2 separate regions of the Anas platyrhynchos genome follow, and region 1 is linked to region 2. A link is a contact called in public Hi-C data. All regions are on one chromosome and are shown on one strand. The core of a region is the stretch at or near the end of the contact, and the rest is flanking DNA. Distances in the headings are between cores, read along the strand shown.

Evidence for each region. A called contact is a pair of places that touch in the nucleus more often than the background predicts.
Region 1: a contact with region 2 is called in a Hi-C map of skeletal muscle, with 2.1 times the contacts expected there. The contact joins the promoter of CLCN3 here to the promoter of MFAP3L in region 2. A contact is called at or near these places in 2 of 8 Hi-C or Micro-C datasets (skeletal muscle and subcutaneous adipose tissue).

The regions. Positions count from the first base shown.
Region 1 is chr4:29,386,099-29,392,532 of IASCAAS_PekinDuck_T2T, reverse strand. It overlaps CLCN3 (chloride voltage-gated channel 3), which reads left to right and starts at 3,155. Exons shown (of 14, transcript XM_027456427.3): 1 at 3,155-3,293. NEK1 (NIMA related kinase 1) reads right to left here and starts at 3,007. Exons shown (of 32, transcript XM_072037322.1): 1 at 2,854-3,007; 2 at 578-726; 3 at 406-502. The coding sequence starts at 694.
Region 2 is chr4:29,242,721-29,249,488 of IASCAAS_PekinDuck_T2T, reverse strand. MFAP3L (microfibril associated protein 3 like) reads right to left here and starts at 4,298. Exons shown (of 4, transcript XM_027456428.3): 1 at 4,098-4,298; 2 at 3,563-3,856. The coding sequence starts at 3,584. The region is part of intron 5 of LOC119716947 (a long non-coding RNA gene); the gene reads left to right.

The DNA.
Region 1 (6,434 bases), core at 1,906-4,405, 140 kb before region 2:
TCTAAGACAGCAGACCAAGATAAAATTGCTCTTGCCAGTTTGCCAATATCCAAATTTAGACCATACTTATTTTAAAAACACATAAGCATCCAACTTGTTAGAATACACACACAATTGTTCAAGGAGACTCACACTCCAGAGAAAAAGAAAAACACAACCGTTTCATTTAAGCATCAGCCAAAACTGAATCATATTAGAAAGGGACAAGAATATTTCTATTTGATATTTGCAATTTCTTTTTTTGTAATGTACATGGTAATTTTGAAAAACTACAACCAGAAAGAACTGAAGGAATAAAAGGATGGAAAAATTAGTAAAAAGAGAAACACTGATTTTTGAATTGTATGATGTATGCACTGCTAAAGTCACACTTATCTCAAGTTCCACTTTATTAACTAATCTTACCTTCAAATGACTCCCTATACAGGACAATATTTGGATGTTTCATGTTGGCCAACACAGCAACTTCTCTCCTTGATTCTTCTCTCTCCTTATTTGACATCTTCAAAAGGAAGATAATGATTTTTGAGGACAGGAATACAAAAACAATGAATCAGTAATTAATACTACCACTCACCTTGGAGATGTTAATTTCTTTAATAACATATTGTTGGCTGTTTTCTTTAGCTTTGACAAGAATTGCTTTCCCAAAGGATCCTTCTCCAATTTTTTGCACTTTAATATACTTATCCATAGTTATCTTCTTAAGGCATCTTTATTCAAGCACTAGGCAAAAAACACAAAACAGATTTAGTTAGCTGTAATTAGTCTTCCAGCCCAACAACAAGTTACATTTATTTAAAAAAAAACAAAAAAATAAAACATGAACTAATTTGTCTCTTCAGTTGCATCACATGCTTTGTAGTTTTCCTGAAAATTGCCCACTCTTATCTCAATTCTATTTTTGTACATTTTTTTCAGTTGGTGTAGAAAAAAGGCTGCATTGCTAGAAAGGCTACAATCTTTCACCTCAACATACAGTACATAACAAAAAAAGGTTGTACTTAATCTTTAAAGCAGTTAGTGGCTATAATTACTGATTCTGCTGGCAAGGGGACATCATACAGCACTATAGCATCTGGTTAACAATCTTTTGTTCAACTTTACTTGGGAAAGTATGCTAGGAGAGGAAAAATCCCTCCTTGTTAATTCTTAAGAAGCACTAAACCCAGTATTTTGGATATCATTCTCTATAATTAAGCCAAAAATAGACCAAATTCAAGAGATTCCCAGTCAAGTTTAGAATCATTATTGAATATAGAAAAGTATAACCTTAATTCTGACTGAAAACTTAGATTATTTGTCCATATTACATAGAAAATGTGTTCATTACAAAATGGTGCAACTCAGTACTTTTAATACACTCTCTCACTACTTGGACTAGCTTTTGAGATTAAACCGCATTATGTAGCGGAATGCTGATGGCATTTCAAGTTGTATATTAAGAATATTTTAGTAACAATAAGACACTAGCAACCTGCATGTGGAACAACTATCACATCTCATTACTATCTAATCACCAGAAATATCCAGGAAAGATGCTAAGCAATACAGTGACGGGGAAAATGAATGAAATGGAGACATAACCACAAGCTTTCTAATACACTTCCATTAGGATGGAAGTAATCCAAATGATATTTACCTGACCAAATTTAAGAGAAGCAATAATCAAAGAGAGAAACAGTGCAATAAAACCCTTAGTGAATTTAATAGAAGTAGACCGTATCGAGCCAACTTCACATCTCTCTTCTAAAGATGACTTGATCTTGACAACTTATACAGCTAATCTATAGGAGCTTCTGCAAAGCATTTCATTAGGTGAATGACAAAACAAACAAATAAAACCACAAATAATCAGAAGGATGGAAACTGGGACAAGACCTGTAATGGGGGCAGGGAAGAAGCAAGTAGCTAGCACGAAGCCAACAGGTAGCACAGCAGTACCGCTTGCCAGTGAAGCTCCTGAGGAGCCCTCTTACTTTCCCTGCTAATTCTGGCAGGGGGCTGTGGGGAACATGTGGGATGTTATCTCACAAACCGTGCAAATGACTCCAAACTAAAGGCATGGCCAATGCCAAGAAGGTTGAGGAGTGCAAGGAGAATGGGCCCAAGGAAGAGCACAGCGGTAAGCACCAAGCCAAACTCCTGGCCCAGAGGCCATCTTCACACAGGAGAGCCCCCCATGCCCTGAGGGCTGCAAGTGGAAAGGCACAGGAGGCATTTACGGTTGTTTTTGCATCCAGGCATCCCCTGAGCGCGCTGACAGCACTCGTGCAGCGCGGCCCCGCCCCGCTGGCAGCAGGCCCCGCCGGCAGCACCCTCACACACTGCGCACACCCGGGGCTCCCCCCGGGCCGGGGCCGCTCGGTGCCGTCACGGGATCCCCCCCAGCCACGGGGGCTGCTAACGCCAAGGGAAGTGCAAGGCTCCGCGCCACGGGAGCAGGCTGAAAGGAAGAGGCTCGGCAGGGCACAGACGCAGCCGAATTAAGCCCAGGGAGCCGACCGGCGACACCCCGCAGACTGAGGAGAACCGGGCGGCGGCGGGCGGCGGCGGCCCCGCCCCGCGGCCCCTCACTGAGGGGGGCCCCGACCGCACGGCGGCAGCCGCCGGACCGAACCGAACCGAGCCGAGCCGAGCCGAGCCCCGCCGAAGGGAGCCGAGCGGAGCCGAGCGCTGCCGAGTCATGCCGAAGGGAGCCGAGCTCCCCCAGCCCGGCCCGAGCGCGCCGCCGCCACCCCCCCACCCCGCAGCCGGGCCGAGGCTGGCGCCAGGGTGAGGGGCGCGGCCGGGACCCTGCAGCGCAGCGCCCGGCCCGGCCCGCCCCATCCCCTCCTCGCCGCCGCCGCTCACCTCCCGCCGCTGCCGCAGCCGCTCTCCCCGCCGCGGCTCCCGCCCCTCGCCCCGCCCCCTCAGCGCTCATTGGCGGGCGGGCCCGGCGGCCGCGCTGCCATTGGCCGAGCGGGGGCAGCGCGCTCCTTCGCCACGGCGCCGCTTCACCCGGGCGACGCGCGCCGAAGGGGGGGGGGAGCGCGCACACCGGGGCCGCGGGCGGGCGGGGGCAGCCCCGAGCCGCGCCTCGCGCAGGGCGGCGCCGACGTCAGCCCCGCGGCGCCCGGTACCGCGGCCAGGCCACGCCCCCTCACGGCTGCGCCTACCGGAAGTCGCCTGCAGCCCCAGGGCCCGGGGGCGGGGCTAGGAGCGAGGGGCGACCGTTGGGGCCGTTGGGGGCCGTTGGGCCGGGGGCCGCGGGCTGCGCGCGGCGGGAGGATGCGGCAGCGCCTGCCGGGCAGGTAGGGCCGGGAGCGGGGCCGGGGGTGGGGAGGGGCCGTGGCGCCGGCCCGCTGCGTCCTGCCGGGCCCTGCGGCGGCTGACGGGGAGCCCGGTGGCGGCGGCCCCCAGGCCGGCAGGGTGCCCGCCCGGCAGCGTCCCGGCGCGGAGCGGGGCAGAGCGGGGCTGGTGTGGCGCTGCCGCTTGAAGCGGGCCGAGCCCCGTGCTGCCGGGGTGTGCGCGCTGCCGGGGGCTGAATGTGCTGTGTCACACCCCGAGCTGCCGAGCTGGGCACGAACGAGGCCTGGACAGCGATTAAAAAGCGTGTTAAAGGCGTGCCTGGTGCTCGGCTTGAATACGAAGTTAAGCACCGGGTGTTGGAAGTGTTTTAGGGTGGATGTACCGGAACGGAACGCGCTTCCGAGCCCTCTTGGTACCCGCACCTCATTCTTAGGGCTGTAGGACCTCAAAGTTCAGGGCACAGAGTTGGTGAGAGAAACCAAGTTGGTGCTCACCGAAGCGGTAGGGGCCCTGGTGCTGCCTGGCTCCCTGCGCTCCCCGTCTGCTGGCCCTGCGGTGGATTCTCTGTTCCGGGGCCCTTAGCAACGTGGATGCTCCTCGGCAAAACCGGCTGCTGGAATGGGAGGGCGTGCTGGGGAGGCAGGTTCGAGAGCAGACAGTTGTCAATGCTATTTCTCTATTTTAACAAACTTGAGTGCTCTGTAATGTAAAGTTTAAACAATGCATCTGTGTGTTGTAGGAAGCTTACCTGCAAAGTAAAAAGAATCCCCAGAGAAGTCACCAACTGCTGCCATCAGTTTTTCTAAGGCAAAGCAGATAAATGGGCTAAGCCTTTTAAACGTGATGTCCCTGGTCAGCAGGCAGATGTAAACTTGCTGCTCCAGGCCATCAAAAAGGGGAGCGTTCTGCTCTGGGGAAACTGCAGCTAGCTTCAGACTCCCAGCCTGAAACAAAATGACTTTGCATCTACCTGCAGCACTCGTGAAAATACACAGTATGCTGTGCCCTGGAAAATGGAGCTTGTTTTTTGTTTCCTTCCATACATACTGACATATTGCTGGTATGTCACTCCTTTAAACTCTTTGCATAGCAGTAGTAGATGATGTGCACAACGTGTGTTGCAATACCTCTAGAAACATATTTTCACTGGTCTAGGGAGCTCCATGTCTGACTTTCTTGCAATCTCTATGGTGTCCTGTTCATGAGTGGCTTACAGTACTACTATTCTGTCTGAGGTATATACTTGCAAGTTAAAATAACCCTGGGATCGTTTTTTATCCCTTCTTTCTATCTGTACTTTTTATATTGACTGCTAATAAGAACAAGCCTATCCAAATCCTCAGCCAGGAAAGGCCTTTGCAGCAGTTGGTCTTCACTTAAAGTTCATGAATGCATTGCTCAGAGCCTTATTTTATAAGTTGCTTATTTTATGAGTTTGCCTGCATTTTTCTCTCATGACAGTGTTTGTACTTCATCTTGTGCTCTTTTTCCACTTAATGTTTGTCACAAACTGATTCAGGAACCTGCAAGTGAGAATCCACTGTGAGCTGGTTATTTTATGCACAGCTAGGTCCAGCTGAGTGGTTTATCTTCTGGGATTCACTCACTAAGCACTTCTGATGTGATGCATTGTTTTGTTTTTCCCATTTTGCTTTGGGGTTCTGGGATTGTGTGTGTGTCGTAATTTAGTATTTGAATAGCAGAGCTGCATTTGTTGAACGTGAGCACTGAAGCTGGGACAGCCGTTCCAAGCTGACAAACATTGCCAAAGGGCATTCTAGGAACATACTGAATTTTTTCCTTCCCCTTACTTATGTGACTTTGTGGGCATGTGGATAGGTGTTATGGTGCAATTGAGTTTTCAGGGTCAATTCTGACAATCATCTGGCAGTAGGGATATTTATAACTTGGTCATTCATGTTGTTTAAAGAGTGAATTTCCTAGTTCTCAGACTCCAGGTTGCCTGTTCCTCAATTCCTTGCTTTGTCACCTCATTGGCAGCAGCTGTAACCACCTGCACGAAGTCAGCCCCGGCAGTGGTCTTGAACATGAGTCTGCCTGTACACCCTCTGTGCTCGTTTTCCCCAAACTAAGACTTCAACTTTACACCTGCCTGCTTCTTGTGGCGTAGCCCTGGCAGGCAGCACCCAGCCGCTTGCTCACTCTCCTCAGGTGCGATGGGGACAGAGAATCAGAAAGCGAAGTGTGAGAACTCGTGGGTTGAGCTAAGGACAGTTCACCAGGTAAAGCCCGACCGGGCCCCACTGGCTGCTTCCCACCGGCAGGCAGGTGCCAGCTGCTGCAGGCCAGCAGGGCTCCTCACACAGGGTGATTTCTTGGGGAGACAAATGGTGTCGCCCCCTTCCTCCTCCTTGGCCCCAGCTGTCATCACTGAGCATGAGGCTGGGCAGTGTGAGACATCCCTTTGGGCAGCCTGGGCCAGCTGGCCTGGCTGTGTCCCCTCCAGCTCCTGGGGCAGGCTCCTCTGTGCAAGCTGCTCTGCCACAGCTGAACATCCGTGTGCTGTCACTGCTGTTTTCATCAAAAGTCCAAAACACAGCATTGTGTGAGCCTCTACAAAGAAAACTAACTCTGTCCCAGCCAGCATCATGATAGTGCTGTGAAAGCAAGTTCTCATAGCTATGCTTTCTGCATCAATCCCTCTTCTGTATCATACCTGAAAATGCAGAGTTTGCATTGGCTGATTTCCTTAAGCTTTTCAGGTGTCAGGCCATCTTTTTACCCACGCTTGTATGAGTTATGCTGCTCCAGACTTTGCTGCATAGTACTTACGCTTTTTCATGGTCTTTCAGTAGCCTCTGCTGAAGACGCTCGGAGTATTAGAAAGTTGGCAATTACAAACCTTCATAGCTATTTAATTTGAAACTGGTTTTTGAATATTGGAAGCCTTTTTAAAAATCATCTGTGCAAATGATTAGAAAAAGCAACATTGATTTAAATAGTGTCTAATAGAGCATTGTAAAAATACCCATTTGGGAGATTTTCCCCATTTTTCAAAGGTAGAAACACAAAAAACAACTTAACTTTGAGATAACTTTCTAGATGTTAAACCTTTTCATTTTTTTTGCATTTTGCTTAGGCTTTCTAGTTACAGAAACAGGCTCTGTGCTCTACTTTGGGAG
Region 2 (6,768 bases), core at 3,049-5,548:
TCAGCAATGGTAAAATGAAGTTCTTCACCCTCCAGATGTTGCCTTTACAACCATATTAATATTTTAGAAGCCTAATTGCAAATAGGTATTTTACTGTCAAGTTCTCCTCAGTACTGTTCCTCTTTGTCCTACCTCATGCCGTGATATTGCAAAACTAGCCAGCATATGAAATCCTGGAGACTTTAAAACCCCTTTTGCTTTAAAAACTTGAATGGTAGCATTGATTTAACTATGTCTTTGAGTGGTCTGGTGGTTGTTCTCCTTACTCAACAAATGCTCAAAGACCTTAATCCATTAGCCTAAAAATGAATAGATAAAGCCTATTGTTAGGTAATTACTGGAGAGATTATTTAAAAGTACCTCAAGAATGCCAAACCTCTGAAAAATTCCCTTCTGATGTTGCAGTTCCTGTAATCTCAGCACCTCTGCTATATCAAGTCAACTTTTCGTGAAATACACTGAAAAAAAATGCTTAGGCAATTTGGATGCTTTTCACTAAATAAGTTGTAGTTCATATGCATGCTATTATATGGGATGAGCAATTTGAGTGTTTTCTTGCACGTGTTTTAATGACTTCCATAAAAACAAAGTAAAATTTTATATTTAGTGGAAAAGCTTGCCGTTTTTATTCAAGACAAGTACTGTGGTAGAAATGTCCTTCTTCTGAGGTGTGGGCTACCCAAATCAAAAAGCAGATTCAACCCTGTCAGTAGTGGAGAGACTTTTAAAGGCCCATCTGATGTTTGACTAGGTATAAACTCTTTACAGGACTTGGAATGTTCCAAATAAATACTTCTTCCATGGAGATTACCTAGATTAATTTAGCATTTGTATTTATCTGGAGGCTGGACAATTGCCACTCAATGTAATTTTGTGTACAAAGCTATTATTCTAGAAACATCTGTATGGCTTTAAGAGACACTTGTTTAACTCCTTGCAAGCTTTCAGCATAGCTGCTGCTGTTTTACTGTTGGCAGTAAATGCAGATGGTTCAATGCCTGAAAGTCCCCTTTGTTGAGAAAGAAGTAACAAAGAAGATGCAGAGAATCTCTCCCACGCTTCCACATACATGTGGCCTGGCCTCACCAAGTTCTAGGTATCTTTCCTTTTCCTTACTCACCTCTTATCTTCTATTTATACCAGCACTCTGTAGGCATTATTCTGCAAACAGTCTAAATCACTGAAGTCAGCAAATACAACAGATCTTATATGTTCTCAGCATGGCTTATCTGTTCTTAGTGGAAGGAACACAGCAATGTGGAATGGGGCCCAATTCATTTCCTTCTACTTTCTCTTCTTTTGAGCTGTTTGCCAAAGCTAACCATCCTTCAGGCATATCTAATTGTTTTCTTTTTCCAAATGAAGATGAAAAATTCTAGATGTTAGATGTTCAAACAAGATGTAAAATTAGAAATTAGGTTTTCTTTAAACAAAGATATGAAAGGCTTTGCAGAGCTAAAACTTCTACTTTTTAAATTCTAAAATGCCTTGAATAAGTGAATATTTTCAATTCACTACATACAGTTTAACTAGAAACAGTATTTTAATAAAAGGGTCTCATTTAAGTGGGAATATAAAAGAATAAAAAAAACCTGGGAGAACACAGAGTAAAGTATGACTAATTCATCTACATCCCCATAGAATTGCAAGATGCATATAATTACCAGCTTTTAATGACTGTTTTTCACATTTATTGGTTTCCGGGATACTGCGCAAAGAGGTTACACGTGGGTGCTGGGATTAGGACAGGATTAAATTTGTGAGGGGGAATTTAAAGGAATCTAACCATTCGGGACTGATTGCAGAAGAAAAGATCATTTTAGGCTAAAGTGCATGTTCCTACTTCCCCCATGAGAATCAAGAAGGGACAGCAGACAGGATTCAAAGGAGTTTGCATTGCATCACACAGAAACTTGAGTCTTGCTTGTATACAAATGGGATCAATACAGCCCTTTCCTAGTGCATCAATATATGGCCATAATTTAGGTGCAATCATTTAGGTAGAACTCACAAATTTACTAAAGAACGTCTTACAATTCAGACTTTTGTGCCATTTTATCTACTCTGGACTGAAAAATGTGACTAATATTGCAGTCGCATGACTGCCTAACCATCTTTTGATAAGCTGATCACAGATTCTGCACAGAACACCTAGCATAGCAACATCATGCTGAAATAACTGTTCAGAAACATGCTCGTAAATGAAAACTGTACCATGTGAACTGCTACACTATAGCACACCACAGCCCACTGGCATTGTGCACCCACTATCCAGGGACTAGACATACTGGAGAAAACCCAGTAGTGCCGGTAGGAGTGGGCACCGTGCGGTCACACAGGTGTGACTGGGGACTGCACGCACAATGGCGCGGTGGCAATGCAGTGTGCAGTGCCTGTTCCTGCATGACTTGAACATATCAGCAGAAATCTTTTGTTGCTATGAAACTCTCAGAGTGGCAGGACAATTAAATGTTAAACCTAAATAGGCTGTTCTTAATGTAATTCCCCCATTTGTTGTGGCCCTCTTCCAAAATAAGAGATTTACGCATCTGTACAGAGTTCCTTATTTCTGATAATCAGGCACCACTTTCACCACTTTACTCTGAAGTAAGACAGTCCACTACCAATTTTTTTTTTTTGTTACCTAAATGAAAATCACTAAATCAGTTTGAATTCCTCTATCTGGATAGAGGAACTTACAGGAGAAGGTACAAGTTTTATCTGCCCTTCACACCTTTCCCGCCTGACAGATTTAAAAAAAAAAAAAAAAAGATGTTCTAAAATGCTGTTATGGATAATTTTAATCACGGTAACTGGTGAAAGGTAATACTGTTTTGGAAGTGATGTTTCTCAGATGGGTCTGTATATGGTTAGAAAATGCCATTGCTTCACTTAGCAGAACTAAGTAACAGAATTAAGACTACAGAGAGACGTCTGCAAGGGTGCTGATCTGCATGGCCAGGCAGCAGCTCAGAGCTGCAGGGATGAAAAAATTCCAGGCAGTGTTGAGGAGCCAGGTCTTATGCTACAGTCTTCTGGTGACAGTTAGCACAGCTATTTTATCTGTAAGCTTTCTCAATGGAAACCTGCCTGTGTTGGACAAATACCACACATCTCTGTAACAAAGTGGGAAGAAAGCTTTTTCTTGGTGATGGTCTGCGATTTGTCTAAGTATCTGAAAAAAATAGTATATATGCGACGTGCACTCAAACCGTGTGAGTTGCACTCAGAATCTAGTGATGTTGATATACTGCAGTCTAGATTAGATGGCTTTCAAGAAAGAAAGAAAGAAAGAAAGAAGATTCCTACTACAGCAACCACCGGTACCCAATGGTGCTGTTGCTCACTGTACACACTAAGCCAGACAAAAGATTCCTGCCAAGCAAACATTGCCTCCGCTAAAAGGAGAGCTGCCGTATTTTGTCCTACTGCAGTGAAGAGAGGAACTGTTCCGTAACGCATTGGCTCTTACCAACTAAAATGCTGCGTTTTCCCCTTTAAATCCCTTTGCGTTATCCACCACGAGCTAACTTCACAGTTTTTTTTCCAGCCAAATACGTACCAAACGAGGTCGCATTTTGCATGTGGCGTTGCCCGCAGCCGGTGCTTCTCCTCCCGAGCGGGGTTAGCAGGGGGGCTCCGCAGGAGTCGCTCCAGGGCACCCCTCGGGGGGCCGAGACCCCGCAGGCAGCTCCGGGCCGCCTCCTCCTCGCTCCAGCCGCTTGCCCGGCGCTGCTCCGAGCCGGCCCGGCAGGCACCAGCAGCACCGGCGAGCTCCGCCGGACCGCCCCCAGCTTCAGGGCCGCTTCAGACCTCGGGGCACCTCCGCGCTCGCCCCTGACCTCCCGAGGCAGTCCTGTGAGAGGAGAGGGCAGCTGCAGCCGAGCGGCAGGAGGCCGTGCGGAGCGCCGCAAAGCGGGGCAGCTGCCGCTCTCTGACAGCCCCGGGAAGCTGCCGGGGGGACACCTCGCCCCCTCGCCCCCTCGCCCCCAGCCAGCCCGCAGCCGGGGCTCCGGGGGCAGGCAGAGCCCAGCGGGCAGCGGGCACCGGGCAGCGCCCCTCGGAGCGCAGCGGCCGCCCCCCCGCCGCCCGCTCACCTGCGCGGCGGCCGCCCCGCGGCAGCGCCCGCCGCCGCCGCGCCCCTCAGCGCGCCCCGCGCAGCGCCATGCCGGGCCCGGGGCGGGCGGAGCGCGGCGCTGCCGCAGTCCGTGGGGCCGAGCCGAGCCGTGCCGAGCCGCTCTGCTCCGCTCCGTGCCGTGCCGTGCCGTGCCGCAGCGCTGCCCCCCGCACCGCCGGCGCCGGCAGGGAAAGTAGGTCAGGGCGGCACTGAGCATGCTCGGGGCCGGGCCGGGGGGCGGCCCCGGGGCCCGCGGGGGGCGGCCGGGGGCCGGCGGCGCAGCCCTCGGCGGGGGCACGGGGCAAGGGGCCGCCCGCTGCGGGTCCCGTCGGGCGCGGCCGCACAGGGCGGTGAGGGGAGCGGCGGGGGCTGGAGCTGCCGGGGCAGGTGCCGAGCCCGCCGAGGAAAAGGCGAGGGGGAGAGCAGCGGTGGTGCAGGGAGCAGGGGGACGCTGACCCCAGGGAGCCGTGCCCAGGGCCCGGGCGCTGGCCCCACCGCCTGGCCCACAAGGAGAGCAGGGGTGGGTGCGGGCACGGGCAAGACAGGGCTGCCGGCAGCCTGCCTCCTGCTGCCCAGGGTACCGGGATGGGTGAGCCGGTAGGCAGCGGGGAAGAAGCAGCTGATGTTGTCAGGTCGCGCCAGAGCCAGGTGCCAACCGAGGGAACAGGTCGTGATTGCTTCTCGCTCGCCCAGCCAAGCATTTTGGTGATGGAGGAGCTGTTTCGGTCACAGGACCTTACTTGCAACTGACCTGTGACTTAACGCTGGCTTGGCTGCTGCTCTCTGTGTGCATGTCAGGTATACATTGAATTTCTGTAATTAGAAAACTCACACGTTTTTCTTTAGTCCATCTCCAAGTGGCTACCACCTTGCAGTAAGCCCGTGTTCTGGGAAATGGCTGTAGGAATTCAGATACCAACACACCCGGTGAAGAGGCAGCACTGGGATTTTTATATTCACATCCACGTCTTGCTGTGAGCCCACCACTGACATTAGAGCCACCAGTTATTTGCCCTGGGCCCCTTCCTGGGAGGTCACCATCTCCCATGCTTCATGTGGCTCCCATGCCTGTCCTCCCAGTCACTGTGAGCAGCTCAGAAGGTAGATGTGGCCACGGAGGCTGCAGTGCTCTTTGTGGTCTGGAGCAGGTAGGCAGCAGGGACTTGCGCCACCACAGTGGTTAAAAGCAACGGCGAGTGCTGCTAGGCTGCAGTTTCCTTCAGTTCAGTGCTTCCTCCGTGTTGCCCACTTCTTTCTTCCCCATCTCACTCTTGCAACCAGCGTGTAGCAGCCTTGAGGAAGAGAGCTGGGTGGTAAAGGGGAACTGCCTTTTCCAGCACCAACGGTGCACAGCTGCTCTCTGACCATAAACTGATGGCCAGAGAAGGATGGCCCTGCAGCAGGTCAGGCTGCCTTGCCCAGGATTTGAAATGGCTGATCCTGCGCTTGCTGCCGCCCTGAGATACACTTACCTGGTATATTCTCTGTGTCTCATATGCTGCAAGCTTGGCGTCCTTTCTGAACTCACTGTGCACCCTGGTGGCTACGTTTGATGCCTTTGGTGCATAGGAAGTGCTAGTTAGGGTCTCTGGGAGATAGCGGGAGTGCTAGCTTCAAACTCGTGCAGTGTCTGAAATGCTGGTTTGTCAGGTGTGCAGACCTGTGCAGGTGCTTTCCTTCCCGACTTTCTGGTCGTACTTCCATGTGTGCACAGAGGTCAGCTGCGTGGGGGCTGCAATGCAGGCCTTCCGGACGTGCACTCCAGCTCCCAGTTAGCTATCAAATCTCCTTAATTTACTTGAGATTAAATTATATACAGCTGAAAGAGTTTAAAGAATAAAACTGGGAATGTTGTGCTTTTGTTCGATAATGCCTGCCGCAGATAAACACTGACCTTTTATATTTAGTACTACAGTGAGCACATTTTACCCCTGTAAAACCACAGCATTGTTTAATAGGAGAAATCCGTTTACCTTACAGTAAACAGCATTTTGGTATCACTAATTAGTGGTATCTGGACAGCAGAATCAGGCAAGCTTTGTAATCAAGCCATTAGAAATTTAAGATGAAATTAACTTGTATGTTTTGGGTAATTCAGGTCCCTCCATCCACTCAGTGGAGTAGACATAAGAAAAGCTGAGACAAGCCTGTGCACCACACAACATAAGGTAACAGCAGAGAAACAAAAGAAAAAAGGGAAGCTTTCAAGTGTTATTGTAGAAAATAACCACATTTGATAGCTTACCAATCAATATAGATGCATGAGGTGATATTCCATTTAGAAATCAGATGCAAAGCTGGTGGCACCTCTGTAATAACGTATTTAAGAAAGGGTGAAAAATGCTACGCAGCAGTTGTGAGAGAGAGGAGTGGGAAAAATGTGAGACAACCAGCGCTGCAGCCCCCCAGGTGAGTGCAGCAGGAGGGCAGGAGGTGCTCCAGGCACACAGCAGCAGTTCCCCTGCGGCCTGTGGAGAGGCCCCTGGTGGAGCAGGCTGTCCCCCTGCAGCCCATGGGTCCCACAAGGAGCAGATCTTGGATATAGTACTTTTGCAGGTCTTTCTGTCACTGGCAGCCTTTGCACTTTAATCAGCATCTGCCCCTGGAGTGCCAGTTGTTTGCTTTGCCCATGTCTTCACCAGAGAACAGCG